Regions from separate parts of the Hordeum vulgare genome. Here region 2 is linked to region 1. A link is a contact called in public Hi-C data. All regions are on one chromosome and are shown on one strand. The core of a region is the stretch at or near the end of the contact, and the rest is flanking DNA. Distances in the headings are between cores, read along the strand shown. Region 1 holds the start of LOC123445009 (protein NUCLEAR FUSION DEFECTIVE 4-like). Region 2 holds the start of LOC123445012 (UDP-N-acetylglucosamine--peptide N-acetylglucosaminyltransferase 110 kDa subunit).

Region 1 (7,603 bases), core at 2,736-5,235:
GAAGATGAAAAACCAAGAGAGTTAAAAGGAATGAGATGATGAAAATTTGAAGAAGGAAGCTTGCTATCAAGTAAAAAGATTTAATTAGCAACGATGTGAAATCCAAACCTGTCACCTTGTCTCCTTCAAATTACGATTCCACCATTTTCTTTGCAATGATGATTCCACCATCCTTGTTGAGATTGTTTCGTTACCATCTTGGTGTACCCCCAAATCTTGTTGCCTTTATTTCAGAAGATCAAATAATGATCTATGTGAGTCTCTAGTTCCCGTCAGAGAGTAACTTGGTGTATCTCATATTTGATATTAGTGAAATAAGTTTTAATTGAATTCAATTTTTGCACTAGTCTAGGGATATTCAACTTTTTTTTTTCAATATTCTTGCTCGAGGTCGCTCGGTATTGCTTCCGCCGTCTATACCATATTGTTGAAACAACGCATATCATTTTATGTCAATGCTACGGGATATGTTTGGTTTGAGCCCAACTTTAGCATTTCGGAGAAGGTTTTTCTTGCCCGTTATTTGTCCACTATTGGCAAGAAATAAGAATGGAAAACTTGGTATGGTCATACCAAAACCTGCCCAACTATATCTAAACGAAAGGACCAACTGTATCTATATTGACACGTAGCACCCCCCACCACCCTTCTCTCTCTCCTTTTCCTTTTTTTATTGTTGCCCCCCACTCGAACCAAGATTTTCATGAAACAAACCTGTAAATTCCGAAGGTACAAAAGACAAGAAATTTTCCAAAAACATAAGTCACCAAATATCGAAGAAACTTGGCAGGAAGCCACCAAAATGCAAAGTCTTCAATAGTTCTGTTTTTTTCTCTTGTTGAGAAAATTCAATAGTTTGGTAGGAAGAGGCCTAGCAGGAAAAGAAATAAAGGCCACTCTGCTATAACCAACAGAGACGAGTAAAAAGGAAACTTTTGGCCCAGCCCACATACCAATTGGGCTGACGAGAATGTTTTAACTTTTAAGCGCGCCGTTTCACCGACAACTGGTCCCTACGACTTCGCCATTAGCGGATGTAATTCGAGGCGGACTTGCCGGAGGGGTGCGGACTTCTCGGCCTGCCCCTGGCCACCGGCAGCCGGGAAAGGGCTTCCGCACCTCCTCGCCGCCACGGCAGCGGCCGGGCGGCGTTCAATATTTCTCCTCCCTGTCCGCAGGCGAGGCCGAGACGGCCGGGCAATTCGTCTCGGCGCCCGCAGATGCACGTTTCACCACTAGCTAGTGGATTCCTCTCGAATTTTTCAAGAGAGCGAGACGCCATTGAGCCCGCCCGCCTGGTCGCGGTCTGCTGTTCAACTATTGTCTTCTCCCACTTGCCCAAGTACACTTCGACCGGATGAGAGACAGGGACGCTACTGAATTCTTGGTGATCGACCTACCGCCGTCTTTCTTTCCACCGTAGAAGAGGACGAGGCAATTGTCTCTTGCCAAACCCCAATTGCTGAAGCTTTAGCCGCATCGAACACAAGCAGGATAGCTCCTTTGTTTGCAGAGAAAGAATGCTCCAAATCATCCGCGGGGCGGCACATTACATTTGCAGTGTGGGGTTTATCAACGGTGTACTCCTGTGTTTTGAGTTTGTGGCCTTGTATAAGGGAATGGAGGGAGTAGTTTCAACAAGAAACCACAACATTCAGAAGATAAACGCCGCATCCGTTAAGACTTGCTTCAAGGACACAAGTGAACAAAGGATCTTCTCAAGGACGGCAACCGGGTCGCCTCGGAGAATGGGCACCGCCAAAATAGTTGAGTGGGGGACTCTGAACCATGACGGCAGTGAGCACCAACAAATAAGTGATGCAGTCTCGTGTCTTGACCGGACCTTTGACATGTGTCGCGTAGAAACCGCAATCCCTTTTCCTGCAAACTTAGTACATTTTTTTTGACTTTGCCTTGGGTGGAACTGCCTTGGAACTTTAGATTTCACACACCTAACTGGCTTCTGAAAGCAGGGCATGTGGTATCTTCACGCCAGCAGAATGTAGATGGTAGGTTGGTTAGGCCCGCATTCATCCCTTTTGAACCAGCCGGTGTTCATCCCTACCAATCTTCCCACTAGTCAGACCGAAACCCTGAATTCTGAATGTTGAGCAGAAGACTACATCACTTTGTCATAAGGTTGCACATGGATCCTTTTTTCCGATTTTCAACCGACTGGATCGCGACACGGCGCTTCAGATGACGGAGCAAGAGCAACCGAATATGCAGTCTCTTTACGAGTCCTATACCATGTGGCTTGTTTCCTCAACTCTGGTATAAGCTTACTGGCTTCGTTTCCATCCATGGCCAGATGAGATCAGCATTTGATCAGGGTGATCTCAGATTCGTGTACGAGTACATGATTTTTGTCGATCCGAACCTGAACCTGGACCTGGATACTGAATGTGATACGCGTGCCAACGGTAGCCTCTGGATATCTGGGAAATCAGGCGCGTTGGGCATGAGTATACGGCTCCATCTGCTCGTCCAGTCCAACACGGTGCCATGCCATCATCATGTATCTACCTGTCGAGCGGGCGACAACGGCAGTTCAGGTTCAGTCAGTCCCAGCTCCAAGTCCTGTCTGAATGCCGAACGGGAGAGAATTCCGTTCCATCTGTTAGGCGCGCCTCAGGTATGGTCAGGCTGCACTCCGTACAGTTCAGGAGAGCTGCCCCCTCCCAGATACCGGCTCTAGCGCCGTATGCCGTGATGTCACCGTTACGCCGTGGGAACGGTGATTAATGGCGGTGATCCGTCTTCGCGCTGAAGCCGGTCCAAGGCATGGGTGGGAGTGCCAGATTCAGACATGGCTGGGAGCATGTACACGCCTCGTCTCTACGGGCCTGACATCACCCTCTGTTGCCTGCAGGTCATGGTGGTTTCATTTTAATGGCGGCAGGGCGGGACGATAGTAACCGCGGCTGTGGGCGTGGCCGGAGAGAGGCCGAGATTTTACCGTACCCGCGGGGGGGCTGATGGGAACGCGGCATTACTGCTTCATGGAAAGAATGGCGATGTTTCCTCGAGGGGGCGAAAGTGACCGCTGGGAGAGAAGGCGCCACGGGCTCCCGGGAGGTTCAATGCATTTGAAAACGGAGGTGAAATCGATCCGAGTGGCGGGAAACGCCTTCGCGTGGACGCCTGGCTGAATCCCCAAGAACCCGTTCTCTGTCGCCTTCCCGTATCTCGCGCGAAACTGAACCCGACTCGTCGTCGAATACAGATTACAGAGAGGAAATGAATCGCGAGAGGAAGGATTCACTTCCCTTTCTGCATGATCCATGCCATGCCATATGTGATGCGTATTCCTTCCCGGCGTCGGGCTCTGGCTTCCGATTCGAACTAGGAAAGTATCGCTGTATATGTATGTATATATGCGTCAGGCCAAGAGGAAAGAAGGCAACCCGCGATTCTGGGAAGCTCCAAGCTCCGCCGACGAACGCCGTCGCCGCAGATCGGTCTCGGCGATCGCGGTGTTTGGTTTCGCTTCTTCAGCTTCCGGGGACGGCGAAATTCATCACCGTGACGTCCATATGAATTGTGATCCCTGCCGTCGTGGCTGCCGGGCAAACCGTAACCAGCTCGGGGTAATCACGGCCAGGAGCTCGATGCAGCCATAGGTCATCCGCCATTAATTACTGGCTAGCCAGACAGGTCAGCCTCGACCGGCACCAGGTGTCTCGCCGCGGCAGCACCGAGAAATCTTGCAAGCAACCGGCTGCGGTCTGAATTCTGATTCCTGAACTCCGTCGGATCGGCGTGACAGTTACACCACCTCGGCCCCCGGCACTGTGTTGTGTTGGCCTAACTGTGTCCGGCTCGCTCGTATCTGAGGCAGCAGCAGCAGCAGCAGCTTGTATCCACGTCGGAACCGGACCCTTAATCGCCGGTGATTTACAGCCACAACCATTCGAGTCGGACAAGGAGTCGCCGGTTGGTTTACCATCTCGGCGGTGCATAAATACCCAGCGCCCACGGCCCATAATAATTATTATTGGAGCTCCAGTGCCAAACACCACCACCAGCACCACCCCAGAGCACGTACCGCTCCCATCTCCTCTCCCCGGAGATGTCGTCGCCTTCCTCGGCCCACTGGCTGAGCCTCGTTGGGACCATCTGGCTGCAGACCATCAACGGCCCCAACTCCGACTTCCCCGTCTACTCGTCGCAGCTCAAGGAGCTCAAGGGCATCTCCCAGGTGCAGCTCAACTTCCTCGCCTTCGCCTCCGACGCCGGCAAGCTCTTCGGCTGGTTCTCCGGGGTGGCCGCGCTCTACGTGCCCCTCCCGCTCGTCGCCTTCGTCGGGGCCTCGTTCGGACTCGTCGGCTATGGCGTCCAGTACCTCTTCCTGGACAGCCCCGCGCTCAAGTGCTGGCACCTGTTCTTGCTCACCGCCCTCGCCGGGAACGGCATCTGCTGGATCAACACCGTTTGCTACCTCCTCTGCATCAAGAACTTCGCGTCCAGGAGCCGCGTCGCCGTCAGCCTCGCCACCAGCTACCTCGGCCTCAGCGCCAAGGTGTACACCAGCCTCGCCGAGACCATGCCCCGCCTGGCCGACTCCAAGGCCAAGACGTACCTCCTTCTCAATGCCGTGGTGCCCATGATCGTCACCGTGTTCGTGGCGCCGGCGCTCAGGCTGTTCGACCTCAAGAGCGACTCCATGTCGAGCACGGACACGGCATTCCTCGTCATGTTCGCCATCACGCTCGCCACGGGTGCGTGCGCCGTGGTCGGCAGCATCGGGTCCACGGCCAGCGGGTTGTCGTCCAGGGAGCACATGGTGAGCCTCAGCGTGCTGCTCGCCGTTCCCATGCTCATCCCGGCGGCGCTCAAGATCCGGGAGAGCATGAACAAGATCTGGGAGGCGAAGCGCGAGAACAGGATCCACGATCTGGGCACCGACGACGCGGTGGTCGTCATCGAGGTGATGGACTTGGAGACCAAGGAGGAAGAGATGGTCGCCGCCGAGGAGGACCCCCAGGAGGAGGTTGGAGGCCTCCAGCTGCTCAAGAAGCCCGACTTCTGGCTCTACTTCTTCAGCTACATGTTCAGCGGCACCCTTGGCCTGGTCTTCCTCAACAACCTGGGGCAGATTGCCGAGTCGCGAGGTCTCGGCCAGACTTCCACCCTGGTCTCCCTGTCGTCTTCCTTCGGCTTCTTCGGTCGCCTCCTTCCGTCCTTCATGGACTACTACTCTGCAAAGTAAGCACTTCACAATTCTTTCCACACACACACACACACACACACACACACACACACACTTGCTTGATTAGATTAGTAGTTTGATTGGTCCCTTGAGATCTTGTTGGAGAGTTTCCCTCCAGGATTCATGCGGTCTTTTTAAATGGGAAACTTGTGGTGGTGACCATCAACATCTTCTAGAGTGGAATCTTGTCTGGTTTCGTCCATGCAATTTTTACTTGTTTCTAGAAACAGAAGGGGAAACAGAATCAGCAGCTAACTGAATTTGTTGGTTTGTGCAGAAGCGGCTACAGCATATCGAGGACGGGGTCGATGGCGTCGCTGATGGCGCCCATGGCGTGCGCCTTCTTCCTGCTGCTGAACCCGGGCAGCGTGTTCCTGTACGCGAGCACGGCCATCATCGGGACGTGCACGGGTGCCATCACGTCGGTGGCGGTGTCGGCGACGAGCGAGCTGTTCGGCGCCAAGAACTTCGGCGTCAACCACAACGTGCTGGTGTCCAACATCCCCGTCGGCTCGCTCTGCTTCGGCTACTTCTCGGCGTTCCTCTACCAGCGGGAGGCCGGCGCGCGGGGCGCCGCCACCTGCTCCGGCGCCAGCTGCTACCGGGCCACCTTCGCCATCTGGGGCGCCACCTGCGTCGTCGGCACGCTGCTCTGCGTCGTCCTCTACGTCCGGTCGCGCAGCTTCGCCGGCAGGCTGCCGGTGAGGTTACAGTGGCTGTCGCGACTGGCTAACCTCGTAGGCGCCGGCCGGAAGGGTTGACGACGGCCGGCCATGGTGCGTGATCGATTGATGATTGACTTAGGAGACACGAAGCATCGATCTGCCACGACGCGATCGATGTAGCTTTTTGTTTTCTTGTTTTTCCATGGATTTTTCTTCGTCTTGACTGATCCGATCCCATGGAGGGGATGCGTACGCAGATCAAGCTCGACTGAGTAGATATTGTGCAGGTTGATCACCTTTTCGCTGCAAATATATATGCATATAAAGAGTGATTGAAGCAAAAGAAAAGAAAATCAGGTTTCCTTTTAATTTCTTCCTCTTTTTATGGCAGCACGTAGGCGTATTGACGTTGCGAGATGCGAGGTTGGAGTAGGGTACGTGCCTGGAGGTGCCAGCATGAAAGCAACCATGAATGGCCTGTTTAGACTTGTAGTATGTGCTTAATTACGAACGTGGAATTCTACCAATTGGTTCTGCAGTACCGGCGGGCAGCTAGCTAGCTATACGTACGTGTAGGGCACATCCGTACGTGTACGTGCAATGGAGTGAAAGCTCGTAATGGACCTTCAATCTGGAAAACCACCAGGCCGTATAGTTGATGGCTCCGTAGAGCGTAGATCACGAAACAGTAGAGAGTCTAGTGCTCAAGCTTAACGAAAATTCTATAGTTGATGGCTCCAGTGAGAGTATAGTGACCTTGTGGACATGACCAAGCCCATCGCCACCCGTGTTTCAGGATCTTGTCTTGACCAGGTAGCTCGTCGGCACACCACCCACATGTTTATTTTACACCGACCCGTCCCTTCCGACAATAGTGGCATCACTGACTGGCGTATGCCATGCGTCCAATCCACATCACCAATAAACAGCAACTGAGCATGGCGTCCCTGACGTTTTACTACTGTCTACACGCACGCATGTCATGAAGATCGATCGGACATGCCATGCGCTGCGATGCATGCGAGGCAGAGGCCGCCATTAAAGGATGCGCGAGCAGGTAGGTCGATCGATGGATGGATCCGTCCATCGCCCTCCCTCGTGGTCCTCTCACATGCTGTTCCGGCTTCGATCGATGGCTAGCGCTGCGCTGATGCAACGATAAACGCAAAGTTGAGTTCAGTTCCATGCTCCCCCGTGTACTTGGATGGGCCGACGCCCATTTATTCGCCGAAAGGTTGCAGAGCCATCAGCCCTGCATGCCACCCCACCCCACCCCGGATGTCGTCCAAGATAGTAGTAGTATCTCTCAGCTGGTGAGCGCTGGTATGCATTTAAGGGTTTATGACATGTCGTTGGCTGGCGCACACCGGTGAGGATGCTGCGGCGCACCGGCAGCCTCCCCCACGTCGTCGGTGCGGTGAGGTGATGTGATGTGATGCTGCGGCGCGCGCCCGATGGAGTCATGGACTGGCTTGGAAACTTGACATGACATTGTATGGCCTTGGATCTTGTCACAGTTAACGGACAGCGCGCAATGCATGACTGGAAGGCAACGCAGCGCACAATGCATGACTGATCGATCCATTAGAGCTGTGTGTGATCGGGGCCCTCCTTCACTCCGCTCCATTGAAATGCTACTGTGCTAGTGCACTGGAGCTGGCTAGCTAACGAACACGCTCCCTCGAAATGAGCTCAAATCTCGCGCTCTGTGGCCTCTACAGCGTAT
Region 2 (7,603 bases), core at 3,047-5,546, 550 kb after region 1:
CTAGACTATCCTCCCCGCGGTCATTTCACAAAGGTATATTGAGTATTGCATCAAACTCTAGATTCATGAATACATCTCGGACACATATCTCTTTCAAGTCCAATTATCTGTGTCAATTAGCTCGCTCACATGTTTAGTCATCATATTGCTGGCTTGAGCATAGGTGTCATAGATATAGTTACAGGAATCCAATTACCGTCCCAAATGAAAATAGGGGATCCATCTCCAACCCGGTTAATCATCCCAGATCAAAGGGCCTCCGGCCCAGCAAGAGTAGCCCATCAAATCGCCAAGGAAGATGACAAGGCATCTGCATGCATGAAATCCGTGTTGGGAAAATACCTTCCTTTCATCACCCTAGCACATAGACTCAGGATTTATAATAAATCTCCAACCGTGTTTACCAAGTAGAGCCATATTAAAAACTATAGATCGCGGAAGACCATGCCGCCTTTCACTTTTGGTGTTCCAAGCTTGTCCCATGCTAACTAGTGTAAAGATCAGTTGTTTAGGGAACTTGATCACCATTCCTTCGCCATGCATGACAAACATTTTGAACAAACTTTCATGGTCAAGAGGAAAAATCTCATATTGTGTGTTGGCATAGACTAAATGCCCAATTTCACCATATCTCATTTCCAGCACATTCTAAATTTCTCTCTAACCATCCTTAGATCTTACCATGAATTCTCTCGTGGACATAATCAAACATTTCACTTGTAATTCTTCCTTCTATCATAAGAAGTCCAAGGTACAACCCATTGAATGCCTCATTGCTTATACCAAGCATCTGCTCCTGTGTTTGGACTGGAAAAATAGTGCTCTTATTGAGTAGACCTATAGGATCAATCCCGAACATTCAACATAGACCTAGAGGATCTCATTGAGTAGCACTCTACATATTAGGACTAATGAAAAATAAGGCTATCGAGAAAATGATTGAGCCAAGGATCCCTCGGGTTCACTTGATTCCCCTATCCAGACAATTACCTTCAAAAGGAAGTAAATCCATGTGTGTTGGACATGGAATATCCTTGTCATAATCCCAGGGATGAGGTAAAAAAGGTAGCTCATTGTTCACTCTCAATGCTAAACTGACTGAGGAAACACATTTCATGATCAGACGCGCAATATTTGCTCTGAAATCTAACTTTGATAGGATAGGCTTCAAATCAAGCCCCTTTACACTATCATATCATTTCATCATGTCAAGTTTCACTTCACTACAAAAAATAATCCCCTTTATCTGCCTTGTCATCGCATGTATACTTTAAAAGGAACAACCACCATGTTTGTTATTAGACAGTCGGGAATAAACACACTTTGCCAGCACAAGATTGATTTGTAATGTGATATACAAATGGGTGACTAGCTTGAAAAGAAAATCAAACATCATTTGGGGAAAGGGAAATACATCATTAGGTGTGAAAGGCGTGCCAGTCTAGTCGCACAAATTGCACACATCAATGTGTGTCCATCCCCGCGAGTGCAACCTTCCAGCCATCTAAAGACAGGTTTGCAACAAGATCCAAGTGAAAAATAAAGGCCCCCCCATTGTAACCTTCCAAGTGTGTTGAAGGTGCGGCTTCTTATCCTCCCCCCCCAAATTGTTTGACCTAGCAGAGTAAGTCTCGTCGGAAGGTCAAAGTCCAGGTGATCATATCCCTCTTATCATGTCTATGCACTACTTTCAAATTGTCCCACATAGTTATGAATTGGTCCATAGTTGCGTATATTTTTCAATTCTTTGAAGGTCCATCGTCCATATATCAACAGTCATTTGCATCCATAACTTTTAGGGTTTTTTAGCAAGTAGGTAGATAATGATGGCAATGCCCCTTGGCGTCACTGTTGAGCCGACAATATTTCCAAAAGGAAGCCATGTTTCCTTGTCCTAATGTGGTTTGGGAGTAGGCCACAAACAAATGCCTGACATGGTCATTGCATGGACTTGCCATCCTCTTCTAAGATTTATCATAGTTGTACCAATTGTGACGTTCCCATTATAACCTAAATGGAAAAGAATAATATATCCATGACTTTCCTATCTAGTGGACACCACTAACCACATAGTATAATTAGAGGGCTCATATCACCAGGAATTTCCTTGATCAATGGAGGTTAAGGTTAAAAATTCCTCTTACCTCCACGGATGGACCTTCAAAGAACTGAAAAATATAAGCAAGGATTCAAGAAAACCATGGCTTCATCATTAGCCGGAAGTAACAGACGCATGATGGTACAAAGCTCTCCAAAGTTGTTTTGGAACGGAGCCCCGGATAGGATAATTAGCTTTTTGGTACGAAGTTCAGCAAGAGTCTTCCGAATATCGCTATTTGAAAGGCCTTTGCTGAACTTCGTACCAAAAAACGAATTATCCTATCAAGAACTATGTTCCAAAACAACTTTGAAGATCTTCGTACCATCACGCACTTGTTACTTCTCGCTAATGATGAAGCCATGAATTTCTTCAATACTTTAACACAAGACAACGTGACATATAGAAGCAAGCTAGGGTACGTAGATGAGATAAAAAAAATTTGGATCAGCTTGTGCACATCCATAATGGGGGCATTAATTCATGATAAATCCTTTATTAAAGGACTAAGAGAATCTATTGTCTACATACATATACTAATTAATCGGACAATAGGATTAGGATATGGTGGTTGTTTTGCTAAACAGATCCAAAATATATGGGGGGGGGGGAGGCTCGGGGAGGGGCGCTCGCTAAGTAGTGACTCCCGCAACAACCTAGTTCCCAAACAAAACCCCAATACCCGAAGGTCCATGGCAGGCCTATGTATGTTTGATTTGCCCCCCAACAAAGAAATAGCAAGTCCACTAAAAAATACGGCAACAAAAGGAAAAAAGAATGTAGTTCTACAAAAAACTAAGAAACATAATATAAGCATTTTCTAAGTTGTTCTAAAACAGTATTTTGCCAGCTTAATTACCTTGACCGAATGCTATTTATTTTCCTGAAATACCCTATGGGTACTAAAGAAAACTAAGAAATGGACTATATTGGATTCACGGTGTAAGCAAAATGAATGAATCTACATTCTAAATTATGTCTATAAGGTTACTTTATCCTAAATTCATTTTCTTCTGTTTCACTAAATTTGCTGGGAATTTATCAGTGGCTGCAATAGTAAAAAATAGTATGAAAATAAATTTCCCGGTGGATCTAATAATATCGATTCTATTGTGTAGGTGTTAATAGTTTTTCTATAAACTTTGTAAAGAAAAAACTTTCTTAAGTTATAAAAATAATGGAGAGAGTATATATTCACCCGCAAAAAAATAACAGATAGAGTATATAAATACTTCGAGGTCAGTGCAAGGTCATTTCCTGGAAGCATCCAATACTGCGAGGTCAGTGCTATTCCGATGAGAGACCGCTAGTGCTGTGATGATCTAGTTCCAGTCTTGCACGAGATGGTTGTCGATGAGTCGGATGCAGCAGCGCCGGCTGTCGCGGCGAGTGGGGTTGCAGCAGTAGTGAACGGTGGCGCGTCGTATGTAGCAACGTCAGAAATTGTGACGAGGGGGTCGCAACATCGATGAATGGCGGTGATCTAGATGTAGCAACGTCGGCGACGATGCTCTACGACTCCGACGATGCTGCGATAGAGGGGTGGAGGCGTTGCTGCGAACCACTGTCGCGGTGGCGCATGAGTTGCTACAAAGGGAGCGGCGTTATGGCTAGGCTGCGGGAGTTGCTACAAAAGACATGCACGGTTGATGACAGCTGGGACAGGAAGACCAGTGATACGCGAGGTGCTCTGCATTGTGTGACGTGCGGATGACGAGATCAAATGGCCAGCACTGCACATCTAACGACTGTCACCGCGGCTGTTGTTTTAATTCGCTACAGTCGGATGACGCCTAACACAACCCATTAAAAATATAGTAAGCTTAGTGTTATAGAGGATTAAAATAGTTGAGTTAAAAATTATTGATCCGGTCAAAATTGATGACCCAATTCCAAATCGATGACCTTAGTTCAACGAGAGGCCTCTAATTTTAAGGGGGTCAGTGATATAGTATAGTATATGACATTTGCACAAGTCATGGCAGAAAAAACAATCTCGATACTTCAAAAGTTTTATTTTCGAAGGCATTTTGAAGTGCTGATTTTTTTTTCTTTTGTTCACGATTTATACAAATATCATTTCACGATGAAATTTTAGAAGCACCGAAAGTCCTCAAAGAGTAGCTGGGCCTGCGTGCCTCAGTGCGGTCCATCAAAGATAGAGGTCGTAACAGTCTCACTCGGCCCACTGTACGCAGTCCACGGCGACGTACCACCGCAGACCCGGCCTCACACTCCCATCGACCCGCAGGCGAGGAGGACATCTCGTCGCTACTGTCCCCGGCAGCGCATCCGCAAGCCCCAGGCCGGTGCTCGCCCCCTCGCCGGAGACACGGGTGGAGACGATGCTGGAGGCCAAGCCTCCTCCGCCGCAGAGGGCGATGATGCTCGCCGACCTCAACGTCGACCCGCCGGAGAGCGACGGCGAGGATCGCCCACCAACCCCCAAACCCAATCCCGCCGCCGCCGCCGCCGCCGCCGCCGTAGCAGCCGCCGCCGCTGCTCCGGTGGTCGCCGTCGACTCCTCCACTAGGTACGAGCATAAAGTTCGAATTCGATCTGACTGTGCCGGACTGCTTCTACTCGTGGGTTCATGGCCCCTGCAAATAGTTTCGAATTGGGCATTCTTCCTCGCGCACTCCCAGTCGTCACCTCGTAGGTCATAACCCTAGGATGCGCTCTCTTTTATTTTTTGCGTGGGAGGGTGATCCTGCCATAGCATTGGACACTCTAGTGAATTGTGCTAAATCCAGCACAATCCCTGTGCATGGACTGCTAGATTTACTGCACATGCTCATCCAACGAAGTTCGAAGCTTGCTTGCCAGTCTTTTAGAATTAGCACACATCTCTTCAGCACCACATGACCTTTATTTTCGCTTGCCCGGTAGTTTCCTGGTTTTCTATTGTGTGCTTAGGCCTTAGGCATTGATAGTTTATATATTTACTTGCAGGAGTTGCAACGAGGAGGGTAGTTTGGCAAAAAACACGACCGCGGCGAAGGAGCCTGATACTGTTGAATGCGAAGGTGAGACATGCTAAGCAGTGGAAGGGAAATTTTTTGTAGTGAATTGATTACTTATGGTTCTTTGTGAACAGATGTCGAGCAACATTGTCCAGGGGCTTCCGTTTCACGCGAGGAGAAAGTTAGCAGCCTAAAAGCTGTAAGTTATTAGTCCTAATGCCACCGGAGAATGAGCATTCATAGTTCTTTTTTTATATCTCTAATATAAAAAAAGGTGAAACTGTATTTAGACACCATTTAATACTGTATCGACAACGGGGCTGTCATCCCATCACTTTGATGTGTAAGTTGGTGGTTTGGTGGAATCTTCTAATCTTCGTTTTGCAGGCTCTGGTAAATGTCGCCCGGAAGATGCCTAAGAATGCTCATGCCCATTTTATGTTGGGTTTGATGTACCAAAGGCTTGGTCAGCCACAGAAGGTAAATGACCCTTAACTTTGAAAAATTAAACGCTGTAACATATGCATAGAGCTTAATCGGCTCCTGAAATCTGGCAGGCAATAATAGCATATGATAAGTCGTCAGAAATATTGCTACAAGATGAACAAGAAGTGCGGAGGCCTGATTTACTCTCATCAGTGAGGATTCACCATGCTCAGGTTCATCAGCCTACCTTCTGTTTAATTTTTTTCTTGCTTCTCTTCTTCTGGCTGTGTATCCCCCCTCCCCCCCTCTGATGCAGCTATTTCTCATGCAGTGTATTTTGCAAGCAAGCATGGGCGATAGTTTTGACGAAGAGCTTGACACTAGTGAATTGAGTGAAATCCTTGTTAAGCTGAAGAGTTCCGTTGAATTGGACCCCAGGCAGGCCGCTGTTTGGAACATTCTTGGTTTAGTTCTTCTTCGGGGTGGTCAACTTCAGGTACCAATACGCTGTTTGTGTTGTGATTCTTTCTATTTGTCACTTTTCAGCGCCTAAAAAGAAATTTCTTGGAATACTACCTGATGGTTCACCCTGTCCAGAGTGCTATCTCAGTTTTTTCTACTCTCACGACTGTTGCTCCAGATTACCTGGACTCGCTTGCCAATCTTGGTGTTGCATATATTCAAAGGTGTGAACTGTGAAATTACCATTCCAATTTTCCTTTGTTTCACACTGTTAATTAATATATTTATCAATTTTCAGTGGGGATCTAGAACTGTCCACAAAATGCTTTCAAGAGCTCGTTCTGAAAGATCAAAGTCACCCAGCTGCTCTGATGAACTACGGTGCTCTCCTTCTATGTAAATATGGGTCTTTGGCCGCAGGTAATACTAGCAACGTCTTTGCCGTAGTCTTCTCTTCTTTAGTCTTTTCATATCTTATCTTAAAGCTGAGCGGTTGCCATTTAGAACCAAGCTTATCTGTATCATGGTATTTGGATGAGTCGATATTACTTTTAGTTGCTGCCTTATACATTGTCACATAGCAGGGGCGAGTGGTGCTGTCAGTGCAGGGTCTTATCTGCGTCAGAAAGAAGCCTTGGTTGCTGCAAAAGAGTGCTTACTTGCAGCTGTGAGGTCTGATCCTAAAGCCGCATCGGTATGGGTCAATCTTGCAAATGCATATCACATGTCTGGTGAACATAGAAATTCAAAGAGGTGTTTGGAGCAGGTAACAACTGTTGTAATTTTTATTTTATTTTACATTATTTCTGGCGCATTTAGTATTGCTCAAATTAGCTGTCATATACACTTATGTACCGTTGATACTATGTACTACTCCCTCCGTCCGGAAATACTTGTCATCGGAATGGATGTATCTAGATGTATTTTAGTTCTAGGTACATCAATTTGTAGTAATTTGTGCGACAAGTAATTCTGGACGGAGGGAGTAGTATCTTATAAGCACAATTGGTACCAGCTTTTAGTAAATTTTTAATGATGATTTATTCTTTGATGTGTCTTGTCTCTTTTGCGTGTGTGGATTTCTGTGTGTGCATTTTTTTGGGGGTGGGGGGGGGGAGGGGGAGGGGAGGTGCATGAAGTCCATTGCTAAGAACAGTACTATGGCTCATCCAAATAAACTGTGGCCTGTCTGCCAGCTGGTTACCGTGTGTGCTGTGACATGATGCCCTGCGCTTGTTATATTGGAGTTATTAGGTAGTTCTTGGCGCTTGCCCTGCCAGTACCTAAAACTGGGCTAGTCACAGAGCTTCCAACTGGTTTTAAGTGGTTTAAACTGTGGGTCCTGACTGTGTTATCACTGTGAGTTTGTGGTCTACAAACTTCAGTGAAATTTACAATATTCAAGTTGAAAAATGCTTGCCCACCAGCCAATCTCCCTCCAGCTCCACCATTGCCGAATAATGAAGCTACTCAATGACATGAAATACTTCCTTTTTGTTATGGTGATGGTCCCAGTGTTACATTTCGTTGTGACGAAGTTGCTGATGGTTTGGTAAATGGGCAAACTAGACATCACATTCTTTTATTTTCTATTCTTTTCAGGCAGCAAAATTTGAACCCAATCATATGCCTGCTCGGTATGCTATTGCAGTTC

Evidence for each region. Hi-C and Micro-C count contacts between places; a contact is called where the count stands out from the background.
Region 2: a Hi-C map of leaf shows a contact between it and region 1, with 3 times the contacts expected there. The contact joins the promoter of LOC123445012 here to the promoter of LOC123445009 in region 1. A contact is called at or near these places in 2 of 6 Hi-C or Micro-C datasets (leaf and seedling).

Annotation. Positions count from the first base shown.
Region 1 is chr3H:556,061,351-556,068,953 of MorexV3_pseudomolecules_assembly, forward strand. It overlaps LOC123445009 (protein NUCLEAR FUSION DEFECTIVE 4-like), which reads left to right and starts at 3,986. Exons shown (of 2, transcript XM_045121923.1): 1 at 3,986-5,208; 2 at 5,490-6,246. The coding sequence starts at 4,073. The coding sequence ends at 5,973.
Region 2 is chr3H:556,611,644-556,619,246 of MorexV3_pseudomolecules_assembly, forward strand. It overlaps LOC123445012 (UDP-N-acetylglucosamine--peptide N-acetylglucosaminyltransferase 110 kDa subunit), which reads left to right and starts at 4,297. Exons shown (of 12, transcript XM_045121926.1): 1 at 4,297-4,631; 2 at 5,051-5,124; 3 at 5,196-5,260; 4 at 5,449-5,541; 5 at 5,619-5,720; 6 at 5,819-5,983; 7 at 6,085-6,173; 8 at 6,248-6,369; 9 at 6,531-6,715; 10 at 7,552-7,603. The coding sequence starts at 4,444.